Regions from separate parts of the Rattus norvegicus genome. Here region 2 is linked to region 1. A link is a contact called in public Hi-C data. All regions are on one chromosome and are shown on one strand. The core of a region is the stretch at or near the end of the contact, and the rest is flanking DNA. Distances in the headings are between cores, read along the strand shown.

Region 1 (6,559 bases), core at 888-3,387:
TGAAGTGGCATACTCACCCACCAGCTGTGGGAGAGAGGAGGCCTCCCGGTCAAGCATGATGGATCCTTTCTCCATACATGTCCTCAGCTCAAACAAGCTGTGCAGGGACAAGGTGGCCACATGGGGTTTGCTCCATCGCTCCCCACCCTGTTCCACTTTCTCTTCAAACTTAATCCACCTAGGAAGATGAAATCAGGGAGAAACAATTAAAGAACTGCAACCTTCCCTGAAGGCGGCTCTGACCCCTGCCCACATCCCTGACCAGCACTTCCATAATGTCTCCTCTCTCTGCCTCGATAGCTTACTGACTCATCGACTCTGTCACTGCCAGGAATCCAATCACCAGATCACTTTCTCTCAAAAAAGAAAAAACAAAATGGACCAACGGAGTCCAAGTGACCTCTACCACCATCACCACCCTCCCCGTATAACCAGGAAATCAGTAAAAATGAATTCCTAAGTGACTTTTAGATGAGATGGGGGAAGGAAATAATCATGGGTGGCAGAGGGAGGGAGGGACCTGGGTAGGAGAGGGGAGGGGGAGAGGAAAGGGGAACAAGATCAGGGATTGGTGGAAGTGGGGGGAGGGCAGGCAGGAGAGAAGTCCAGAGGGCAAAAAGAATGAATGGAAATATGCAGCCTCAAGGGGTGGGAGGTGGGGGGACCCTCTAGAAAATACCAGAGACCTGGGAGGTGAGACTCTCAGGATTCAATGGGGGGTGACCTTAACTACAATCCCCAACATTGGAAAGAGACCACCCCCCCCCAACACACACACACCATAGATAGACAGGGCCTCAAGTGGAGGGACAGGGTTACTAACTCACAGTCAAAATTTCTGACCCAGAATTGTTCCTGTCTAAAAGAACTGCAGAGACAAAAATGGAAAAAAAGACTGAAGGAGAGGTGGTTCAATGACCGGTCCAACTTAGAATCTATCTCATGGGGAGGCACCAAGGTCTGACGGTCTTACTGATGCTATGATGTGCTTGCAGATTGGAGCCTGGCATGGCTGTCCTCTGAGAGGCCCAACTGCAGCTCACGGAGACAGAAGGCATACTTATACCCAACTATTGGACTAACGTCGGGGACCCCTATTGTTGAATTTAAGGGAAGGATTGAAGAAGCTGAAGGGGACACCGTGACCCCATAGGAAGACCAGCAGTCTCAACTTTTCAGACCCCAGGGAGCCCCCAGAGACTGAGCCACCAACCAGGAGCATACAGAGGTGGTGAGAGGCCCCTGGCAGTGGGAGAAGATCCACTTAATCCTCTAGAGACTTGAGGCCTCAGGGAAGAGGAGGCCTGGTGGGAGCACCCTCTCAGAGGCAAGGGGAAGAAGGAATGGGATGAGGAACTGACTGAAAGGGCAACAACTAGAACATAAATAAGTCAGTTAATTTTTTAAAAATATAAATTAAAAAATTTTCTCCAAGTAGGTAGTTCCTATAATTATAAAACCAGACATCTCTGCCAATATTCTCTTGTGACCTTTAGAGTGGGTTAGTTTAAGTAGCAACAAGAAAGCAATGTTTAGCTCAAATGGAAAATACCCAGTTGTTGATACTTAATGAGGTCCATGCTTTACCATGTCTGATGCCTCTGCCTCAGCTGGCATATGGGCCTCTCACTGAGATGCTAATAGAAACTTCACCCTTCCAGCCAGGCTCCACATATGTTTAAAATGAGCGAGCTCAGTGGACCACAGATTCACCGTGATGGACGACAGTCCTCTAGTAACCTCTGCGTTGGGACAGACAACCCTCACCCACTTCTGCTTGCCAAGATGTGTAGACAATTTTGAAAACAGAGAAAGCAAAGCTTTTTTTTTAAGTTGGAGGAAGAAAAAAAAACACATTTGGAAGCCTCATAATTCGTGTGTCACTGCACACAGACTCTGCTAAGCACCTCAAAGAAACAGGACGCGTCCCTACCGCGCCACCAGCATTCACCTGCCTTGCCCATCAAGCCTCTGAAGGATGCTGGAAAGGGAATGACGGGGTTAAATTTTGTTTTCCTACATTTCTCACCCAAGGGTTTAATGATTGAAAAACATTTTCCTAGAACAAGCTAAACGCTCACCTAACTCACTGCAGATAAGAACAAAGGGCAGGCATCGGAGGAAACCAGAGGAAGCGCTACATACTGTATTATTTATAGAACTCTTATCAACCCCCAGGGAGGGGAAAGACGCTCCCTGCACAGACCACAAGTGAAAACAGATCAAGAGATCAGCCATCGTGTCAAAGAAAAGCTTAGGATTTTTATCACACCCAATGCTCATTGACTCAAAAGCATTTTCCCGTATGCCTCCACACTCCTCCCAGGAGGCCCCTCGAAGCCAGGCAGCTCCTCCCTGTCAATGGTAACGTCTATGTCCAACCTCTCAATGACTAGAGGCCCCGTTACCCTGTGTTCTACCCAGCAAAACCAGCAAGAGGTCTTGACTTTTAAATGTGGATCTTTTTACCTCTAGAGTTTGAAAGCCACAGCTCTAACCGAGTGTACATATGAGCAAAGCTAAGTGGAATAATGTAGACAAAAAAAGTCATGAAGTAAGGGGGCCTCAAAGAGGGGAAGGAGAGGCAAGTTGGTGTAGATACAATACTCAGGTATGTAATCCTCAAAATTATAATACTAACAATGCCTTAAATAACAAAGACGTTTAAAGGTCAGCAATATCACTGTAGAGACTCTAAAACTTCAACAGTGAACCTGGTTTATTTCCACAGAAGTAATTGAAACATTCCTGAACAAAATGAGAAACTTCTATCATGCCCCCCTGTCTATATGTGTTGTTAGACTTAACATTTTCTTCATCTTTGGTTGGAATAATTTCCAGAGAAACAGAAGGAGCTAGAAGTCAATGACAATTTTTATAGCACACACTTACAATATTTCGTGGCTATCAGCAAGCCAATAATAAACAAGGAAAGCAGATTACTTCATAATCAATTAGATGATTACTGTGATGCTGTTAACTTTGGGCAGCACCTTCTCCTGCTTTCTCACGGGATCTTTAAGTTATTCTGTGAACAGTTTAATTATATCTGTCTTACTCCATAGCTCCAGATCAGACTCCAGAAGATGAAAGAGTCCATGGTAAATGGTTTCGGATCTCAGGGCTACCCAGAAATAGACCGTCTATGGAAAATAGAGTGGATACCTGTTCTGGATTTCTAAGAGTATTCTCAATAGCTGAGAATCTTTGAAAACAGAATGTAAGCCAAAGATAAATGACAAGGGTCATCTAGAAGCTGTAACGTGTAATGTTTCAGACAGCTTCATTCATTTCCCGTACCTTTCTTCTCCTGCCCTCAGGATGTGCCAGAGACCTGGGATGGGGAGGGCTCCCAGGAGTCTATAGGGAAGACTTTAGCTGAGACTCCTAGAAGTGGGGTTATACAACCTGAAGTGTCTACTCCTGTAGCCAGACAGGACCCCCAGTGGAGAGATAAAGGCAAAACCCTACCTACAAAATTTACAACCCCCCAAAAAATAAAGAATAAAAATAAAACAAAAAAACAAAGCTTACAGCCAAAAATTTCTCCTTTCTACAAGAAATTCAGGGACAAAGATGGAGCAGAGACTAAACGAATGGCCAACCAGTGACTGCCCCAACCTGACAGCCATCCCAGGGGCAAGTCCTTTATCTTTCTTAAATGAGTTTCGGTTTATCAGTTGCTGTCCATCTGTATAGCTTGAATGAGAACTCATCATTTCAGTCACACACACACACACACACACACACACACACACACTAAAAAATAATATTTTGTTAAACTTTTAGGGGTTTGGGTTTGGGGTAGTTGTCAGGTTGAGTTTTTGAGATATTCTTACTCTGTAGTCCAGCCTAGCCTTGAACTTATGGCAATCCTCCTGCCTCAGTCCTCCATGTGCTAGGATTATAGGTAAAGTCAGCATACCCAGCTTTCTATGTTGTAATTCTAGTACCCTTGGCAAGACCTTTTGCAACTAGGAAGTACCATCAAGAGCACATTGTCCCCACAACTGTCTGTGAGTCAATGTGCTGAGCCCAGTCTTGGACTTTACATACTCCAGAACAAGGAGAAGCAAGTTTCTACTGTGTGTAAGAGATTTCGTTTATGGTATTCTGTCAGTGCAGCCTGAATAGCCCAAGACAGTGCTCGATTAGCTAAGCAATGTAAGCTTAAGAAAATTGGAATATTACTCAGCTATCAAAAACAATGACTTTATGAAATTCGAAGGCAAATGGTTGGAACTGGAAAATATCATCCTAAATGAGGTAACCCAATCACAGAAAAACACACATGGTATGCACTCATTGATAAGTGGATATTAGCCCAAATGCTTGAATTACCCTAGATGGCTAGAACACATGAAACTCAGGAAGGATGAACAAAATGCAAATGCTTCACTCCTTCTTTAAAAGGGGAATAAGAATACCCGTGGCAGGGAATAGAGAGGCAAAGATTAAAACAGAGACAGAAGGAACACCCATTCAGAGCCTGCCCCACATGTGGCCCACATATATACAGCCATCCAATTAGACAAGATAGATGAAGCAAAGAAGTGCAGGCCGACAAGAGCCGGATGTAGATCTCTCCTGAGAGACACAGCCAGAATACAGCAAATACAGAGGCGAATGCCAGCAGCAAACCACTGAACTGAGAATAGGTCCCCTATTGAAGGAATCAGAGAAAGAACTGGAAGAGCTTGAAGGGGCTCGAGACCCCATATGTACAACAATGCCAAGCAACCAGAGCTTCCAGGGACTAAGCCACTACCTAAAGACTATACATGGACTGACCCTGGACTCTGACCTCATAGGTAGCAATGAATATCCTAGTAAGAGCACCAGTGGAAGGGGAAGCCCTGGGTCCTGCTAAGACTGAACCCCCAGTGAACTAGATTGTTGGGGGGAGGGCGGCAATGGGTGAAGGATGGGGAGGGGAACACCCATAAAGAAGGGGAGGGGGAGGGATTAGGGGGATGTTTGCCCGGAAACCGGGAAAGGGAATAACACTCGAAATGTATATAAGAAATACTCAAGTTAATAATAAAAAAAAAAAAGAAACTTTTCCAAAGGGAGCATAATTCACTGAATCTCCTTCTGGCCTTTCCTATAATGCTCTCTGCAGGATATATTGCTGGTAACTAACTGACTTAATTAAGGCAGGAATCAGGGTAAGTTCTTCGAGAGCAAGAAGAATCATAAATTCCATAAATAAATAAATAAATGTAAATTTAAAAAAAAGAATCATAAATTCCAACTGGGCTGGACTTTAGGAAGAGCACTGCTCACCCTGATAGATCCTATCTACCCTGCAGGTCAAGATTACCGTAAGGAAAGGAAGTGAAGTTTCACTGCTAGACCACTACATACAGTTCGGTCAATTCCTAAGGACAGATGCTATCTCATGGCTAACTTTAGCATCCATTGCACTTCAGCTTCCATTAATATTGAATGCTCCGATGATGGTCTACGGCATAGCTAACAGCATGGACACTGGTGTGGTGCCGACCAAACGAATCTACTGCTCTACTTGTTCAGGGATGGCTATATCACTTCGCCCATTTATATTTACTGCAGATCGTTTTCATCCCAGAGCGGGAGCATGCTCTGTCCGTGCTCCTCGAACATCAAGGACAAACTTGACGAATAAAGTGCCAATTCTCCTCAACTCCAATCAACATCCATTAAAAAGAAGGCTAAGGGAGAAAGACCAAAGTTCAGACTATCCAAGCGCCAGAAATTCTGCTTTCGACCCATGTAATTATGTTTTTAAAAGAACCAGGCACTTTCCCTGTGGCGTGTACTGAAAGCCACCATCGACCCTTCGCAATAACTATGAATCTACATGGTCTTCCTCTTGTTTCAGTGTGTAACATGCTATGGGAAAATTAATCTCAGAAGTTGACTTTTTAAACGCTTGTGATTATAAAATAGTCGTACCCTTGGATGAGCAATGTATTAGGTGAATTTTATTTATCCCAAGGTCTTAGAAGAATAATGATCGAGTACTCCCCAGCTTAATACACTTTGAGTGGCTGCCAACCAAAGAGCACTTTGCTCACTTGTTGAAGAAACAGAAGGCCCTCTGGGAATCACTAAATTTTGCAACTTTCCAATCATATGATTAAATATAATTAAGTAAAGGCAAGACCTCCAACTTTAAAACCTGCCAGTTTCATAGCGGAAAATCCTCGTGACCTTTGTACTAGAATACAATCCAACTGTGTAAAACTACCGATGTAACAATCATGAATTCCTTGCTCGTCAAAAAATAAATTCATCGTACATAAAAGAAGTCAATGCTAGTATGTGCCTGGAATAAATGCTATTTTAAATAGAATTCATAATTTATAGATCTACTGTTGTTAAGTATTGCATATAATTACCTAGATATAACGATGTCTAATTACAAGGGTGACTGGATTCCCTAAATAATCTACTTACAGAAAGAAAAAGAAAAAGAAAAGAAATTTGGTCCAAGGAGGAATTTCCCAGAGTAATCTGGTAGAGAAAAGCCAAAGAACTCTAGAGTGCGATGATGGCAGACTCACAGTGTAAAGTG
Region 2 (5,862 bases), core at 1,156-3,655, 270 kb after region 1:
TATCCTCTCCCTCTCTCTCTCTCTGTCTCTCTCTCTCTCTCTCAAAGATTTATTTATTCATTATATATAAGCACACTGTAGCTGTCTTCAGACACACCAGAAAAGAGCATCAGATCCCATTACGGATGGTTGTGAGCCACCATGTGGTTGCTGGGATTTGAACTCAGGACCTCTGGAAGAGCAGCCAGTGCTCTTAACCACTGAGCCATCTCTCCAGCCCAGTGACATCCCTTCTCAAAACAATTAATAATGAACGAGTAAATAAACACAAGCAAGCAGTTCTCCATGAAACTGAATCTATAAAAGAACCTTAAGTTGGCAAGCTGGGCTACAGAGTGACACCCCTTCTCAAAATAAATAATTAAATAAAAAAGAAGCCAGCAGCGGCGCATGAAACTGAATCTATAAAATCGTCTTAAATTGGTAAGAATAGAACAATGTGTCCTAGCAGACGTAAAACATAAAGCTGGGGAGCAATGGTTCACCGCAATAGTGTTATCTCCCCATTCTGTGTGGAGTTATTTTCTTATTTCAATATTTTTTCAATCGTTAAAGTATTTTAAAGGCCATATTCTATTTGTTTTTTACTTTGTGTGTATGTGTGTGTATGGTTTGTGCTTATATGCACACACAGAGTTGTTTGTTTTTGAGACCAATTGGATCTCTCGTTGCGTTTAGAGCTCACTAATTGGATACACTGGCTGGCTAGCAGGCTGTGGAGAAACTCCTCTCTCTTCCTACCTCCAAGTGCTAGTGTTAAAGACACTCACTACCCGGCAGGGTCTCAGGTTCCCACAGCAGGAACTTTACCAGCTGAGTCTGTCTCCCAGCCCATATTCTACTTTAAAAAAAGGAGTGTTTGCTTTTATTGTCATTGTCAAGAAGGGAGTGAATGATAATTTATTTTTAAATCTGAAATTATAAATCAATAGGAAAATACTAATATACTCAAATTCTAACCTACTAAACTTTCAAGTTTAAACTTTAAACTTAAGTTAGACAGAGGTATCTTTCACTTAACCTAGAGTATAAATGCCAATAAATGTTGCCGATAACTAAATTTCAACAAAAAAAAATCATATTATCTTTCCAATATGGGAATCGAGATGTTGGTTTCTGAATCCAAACAAGACTGCTGAAGCCAAAAAACATCCTAACATCCTCTGTGCATACACTCTGTGCACACTTGAGGCATGTAACAGTGGTGTGTAAGGCTGTGGCTGGGTTTATGGTAGATGCTACTGTTCTGTTTATAATTTCTCGATTGTTTAGCTCTCTTTGCTAACTATTATTCAGGAATGTCTCCCTTCTCTTCCTCGTCACGCTTACTTTGTTTGGCTTTTCTAGTTCGCTTTCTGTTGCTGAAATAAACACCGTGACCAAATGCAACTTAAGCCCTTGGCTTACACTTTCCGGTTACAATACGCCACTGAAGCAGGAATTGTTCATGATGCTTCTGGGCTTGTGCACACCGGTTCAGCTGGCTTCCTACCCAGCGGTAGCCCCACCCACAGTGGCCTGGACCTTCCGACATCAATTGGCAATCAAGAAAATGCCCCCACAGAGATCTCTATAGGTCAATGGAATCCTGGCAAAGCTAACCAAAACCTCCTCGGACTACACTGTCTGTGTCAAGTTCACACTGAGGCTAACTAGAACAATAAAATAAAAACCACAAGATATCAAGGGGAAGGAGACACATTATCAAAAGGTTCATGCTCCTTTTAGTCCCTACTGCATGAAGGTTTACCCAGGTGCCTGTCCTCTGTGTTGTTCCTTTGATCACTCCAGGAAATAGTGGATTCATTACAGTAATCATAGATATATATTCTATCTTCTAAAAGGGAACACAAAAACCCTTGCTTTAAAAAACAGATGGCTCGGGGCTGGGGATTTAGCCCAGTGGTAGAGCCCTTACCTAGGAAGCGCAAGGCCCTGGGTTCGGTCCCCAGCTCCGAAAAAAAGAACCAAAAAAAAAAAAAAAAAAAAAAAAAAAAAAAAAAAAAAAAAAAAAAAAAAAACAGATGGCTCAGTGGTTAAGAGCACTGGCTGCTCTCCCGAAGGTCCTGAGTTCAAATCCCAGAAACCACATGGTGGCTCACAACCACCTGTAATAAGATCTGATGCTCTCTTCTGGTGTGTCTGAAGACAACTACAGTGTACTATAAATAAATAAATAAATAAATAAATAAATAAATAAATAAATAAATAAATAAATAAATAAATAAATAAATCTAAAAAACAAACAGATAAACAGTGCATAACTACAATCCTAGCAGCACCCAGAAAGTCAATGCAGCCAATTCCAGGCCAGTGTGGGCTACCCTGAGCCCCGACCTGTGTTAGACAGACTTTGGTCAGCATGAGATACTTGGTGAGCAAAACGACTCGGGAGTTTTCTTTGGCTTGCATGTTCAGCCCATTGGCTGGGAGTGAGGGTATGGTAGACGCAAGAACCTTCGTCGTGGAAGCCAGAAGGTGAGACGATTGATTCTTCATTCGTAGGCTTCCTTCTTTTTATTCCAGTCAGGACTCTAGCAAACCAGATGGGGCTGCCCACATCCAAGATAGTGCTTTCTCCCCTTAAATAACTGTCTTTGGAGGGGCTGGGAAAACAGCTCAACGGTTAAGAACATTTAGCTCTCAACACTGGTAAGCAGGAGGGTCAAAAGCATCCGTAACTCCAGCTCTGGTAATCTGATGCCCTCTTCTGGCCACCTCAGGCAACTGCATGCTTATACATAAACTACAAGCAAACATGTATGCGTACACGCTTTTTAAAATAAAGTTTTTAGTAAAAGAAAACGTTAATTTAGGCTACGGTTCCAGAGGGCCAGAATCCATAATGCTAAGGAGAAGGCATGGTATCAGGAATGTCCGAGGGCTCACATTTCAAATGGCAAGCAGGAGGCAGAGAGCAATGGCCCCCCAGTCTTTTGAAACCTCAAGAGTGCCGCCAGTAACACATCTGCTTTCTGGGCAGAACCTTTGATGTAATTCTGAGTGTCAGCTCTTGGTTTTCTCTACTTCTGAGGTCTTATCCAGAAAAATCCACCTGTGCCGATATCCTGAAGTGTTTTCCTTGTCTTATTTTGCTTCCAATGTGGCTTTGCTTAAGTTTCCTTGGATATTTGAAGTCCGCTGTGGTCTCACATGAATTTGGGATGTTTCCTCCAGTTATCCAGTGGTTCTTGGTATTAAAAGTCACTCTGAGAAGATGCGCCTAGTCCTGCAGTGATGTGCCAGGGTGGGGCAATACCCAGGGGAGCACCCCACTTCTCGGAGGAGAAGGGAAGGGAGGAATGAGGGGGGAGGAGCTGTGTGAGGGAGGAACTAAGAGGCTGATATCCAGATGTAAAGTGAATAAATAAATAAATTAATGAAATGCTTCAAAGAAAAGTCTCTCGCTGTTACACAGCAGCCTAAATATCCTTTTTTATTTCTAGCAATGGTTTGTTTTTATAAAATTAGGTGCTATTCCAACACTTGGCATATAAATTTACATCTCTCTTTTTGTTGTTTAACGATTTATTTATTTTACGTATGTGAGTTCACTGTCTCTGTCTTCAGACACACCAGAAGAGGGCATCACCTAATTAGTGGGTGGCTTTCCTGAGGGTGACACCCAAAGTTGTCCTCTGGCCTCCACTCACACACAAGCATACACTTGCATACTTGCGTGCGCGCGCATGCACACACACACACACACACACACACACACACACACACACACTGTTGGGGAGGAGCAAAGCTCATAGCCTATTTAACCCAGCTACAACCCCAAATAAGAAAGGCTTCTTAATGTTAGCCTATGAAGCTGAAAATGAGTTTTCTCTAATTTTTACGACTGTAAACAATACACTGACACTTTATTTTTTTAGCAAAAATGTTTACATTCACAAAGGAAGAACTATAATTTTTACAATGTTAAGATACAAAGATTTCTATTCAACACTGTTCAAATAGTAAGAGAAAATTATGAACTAATATCCCTTAATAACTTTAAAATCCCTCCAAAGGAAGAGTAATGGCTAATATAGCTCTTTCCTTTATCAGCCCCTGGCATGCAGGAGAAACTTGATACATGCTTGTGAATAAAGAAATCAAATAACAAATGAATTATTAAATTTTCATACTAATGACTTTTTTCCCCAAATATCTCATCCCCCATAACAATCCTGCTTTCCAGATGTCAGCACAGACAGTAACTTATCGAGCCTTTCCTCACGGATTCTCCGCACACTCAGGACGGACGGAGGGAGTGGGGAGCAGGATTATACTGCATCCACTTAGAAGCACAGGAGGGATCTTGCTGCAGCTCCACTTTACTCAGTCCTCTGTTCTGAGGCAGGGTCTCACAGTACAGCTCAGGCTGACTTTGAACTCACGGTCCCCGCGGTTCATTCCAAGTGACTGGATTACATTCCGTTCATTCCTTTTCACTATTGCACAGACTCGCTCATCTTCCAGATACTTCCAACAGTCAGTACGTTAAGTACGAGGAAAGAAAGACGCTGATAATGATGCTTATTGCACAGGTCTGTCCTGCTCCTTTTCTGACAGGGTCTCACTACACAACCCTAGTTGTGTCTGGAACTATCTAGATCATTAGCCTCAAACTTTTAGCAACCAACTTCCTTCTGCCTCCCAAGGGCACAGGATGACAGCCTTGTGCCACTATGTCTCTGAGCACCTTTTTTCTTTTTTTTAAGATTTATTTCATATATGTGAGTACACGGTAGCTGTCTTCAGACACACCAGAAGAGGGCATCGGATCCCATTACAGATGGTTGTGAGCCACTGTGAGGTTGGGAATTGAACTCAGGACCTCTGGAAGAACAGTCAGCGTTCTCAACCGCTGAGCCATCTCTCCAGCCCCTGAGCACCTTTTAATAACTGACACATACTACATGTTTAAACTGCATGGCTTATGGGCTGTTATTTATTGTGGTGCTGAGGAGTAAACAGTGACTTGCACATGTGAGGCAAGTACTATATCTTCATCCCTGAATGGCCTTATTTTAGATAAAGGCACTGAAATCCGTATTTGTCCAAGGTAAGACAGTAAAAGGCAAGGCCAAAATGTGTAGGCTACACTGTTGTCTTGGAAACCCGTGCACATACTTGCTACTTTTGTAATGTTCAATATATTAACGCTAACATAACAACTGCCGGTGTGGGCCAAACTCGAATGTAATAGGACATGACAGGGGCTGTTCCTTGCTTTTGCTGGTGTTTGTACGAAACGATGGTTTCATTATGTCGCCCTCAATCACCATATTCCAATCACGCATATTCCAAGAAACTTCGCTCCAGCACTCCCCACCCAGGAGCCCAATTTAACATCTTCAGTTGTTGCTCACCCACCATCTGCACAGGAGGGAAAACGTGTGTTACCTAAGCCTAGCATACTTTGCTTACCATGAGGATCTCAAGTCCCACCCATTTTCCGGCAAGAAAAACTGAGCAAGATTGAGTCTTCCTTGAGGCTACAACTCCATTGTACATGTGTATAACATTTACCCATCCATGATGGGCAGGGTAGGTGCATGTCCCAGTATCACTATTGTGTCTGACTTAAGACTGTGGGGTACACAGTCAGAAGTGGAATAGCTAGATCAGATGCTAGTTCTATCCCTGAGGACTCCCACACTGATTTTTGTAGTAGCTGACCATTCTTACTAGCAGGAAGTTCTCTTCACCCTACACTAATCTGATCCACCTTTGTTGTCTCTATTACAGCCTTCTGACGGGGGGTGAAATGGAATCTCAGAGTCGTTTTAATTTCTCTTTTCTTTATGTTAAGGATATTGAACATTTGTATTCATTGCCCACCCACTCATTCGCACTTAAAAGACATCT

Evidence for each region. A called contact is a pair of places that touch in the nucleus more often than the background predicts.
Region 2: a contact with region 1 is called in a Hi-C map of liver, with 2.5 times the contacts expected there. The contact joins two enhancer-like sites. A contact is called at or near these places in 2 of 12 Hi-C or Micro-C datasets (kidney and liver).

Annotation. Positions count from the first base shown.
Region 1 is chr14:19,310,519-19,317,077 of GRCr8, forward strand. It overlaps Slc4a4 (solute carrier family 4 member 4), which reads right to left. Exons shown (of 26, transcript NM_053424.1): 5 at 18-178. Among named protein-coding and RNA genes, the nearest start is that of Slc4a4, 150 kb to the right of the region's middle. Within about 2 kb of position 2,138, at least 6 of the 93 cell types and tissues checked have an H3K27ac peak or open chromatin away from gene starts, as enhancers often do. A contact at or near this core is called in liver, where this site is marked.
Region 2 is chr14:19,580,581-19,586,442 of GRCr8, forward strand. No RefSeq gene overlaps it. Among named protein-coding and RNA genes, the nearest start is that of Dck, 27 kb to the right of the region's middle. Within about 2 kb of position 2,406, at least 1 of the 93 cell types and tissues checked has an H3K27ac peak or open chromatin away from gene starts, as enhancers often do. A contact at or near this core is called in liver, where this site is marked.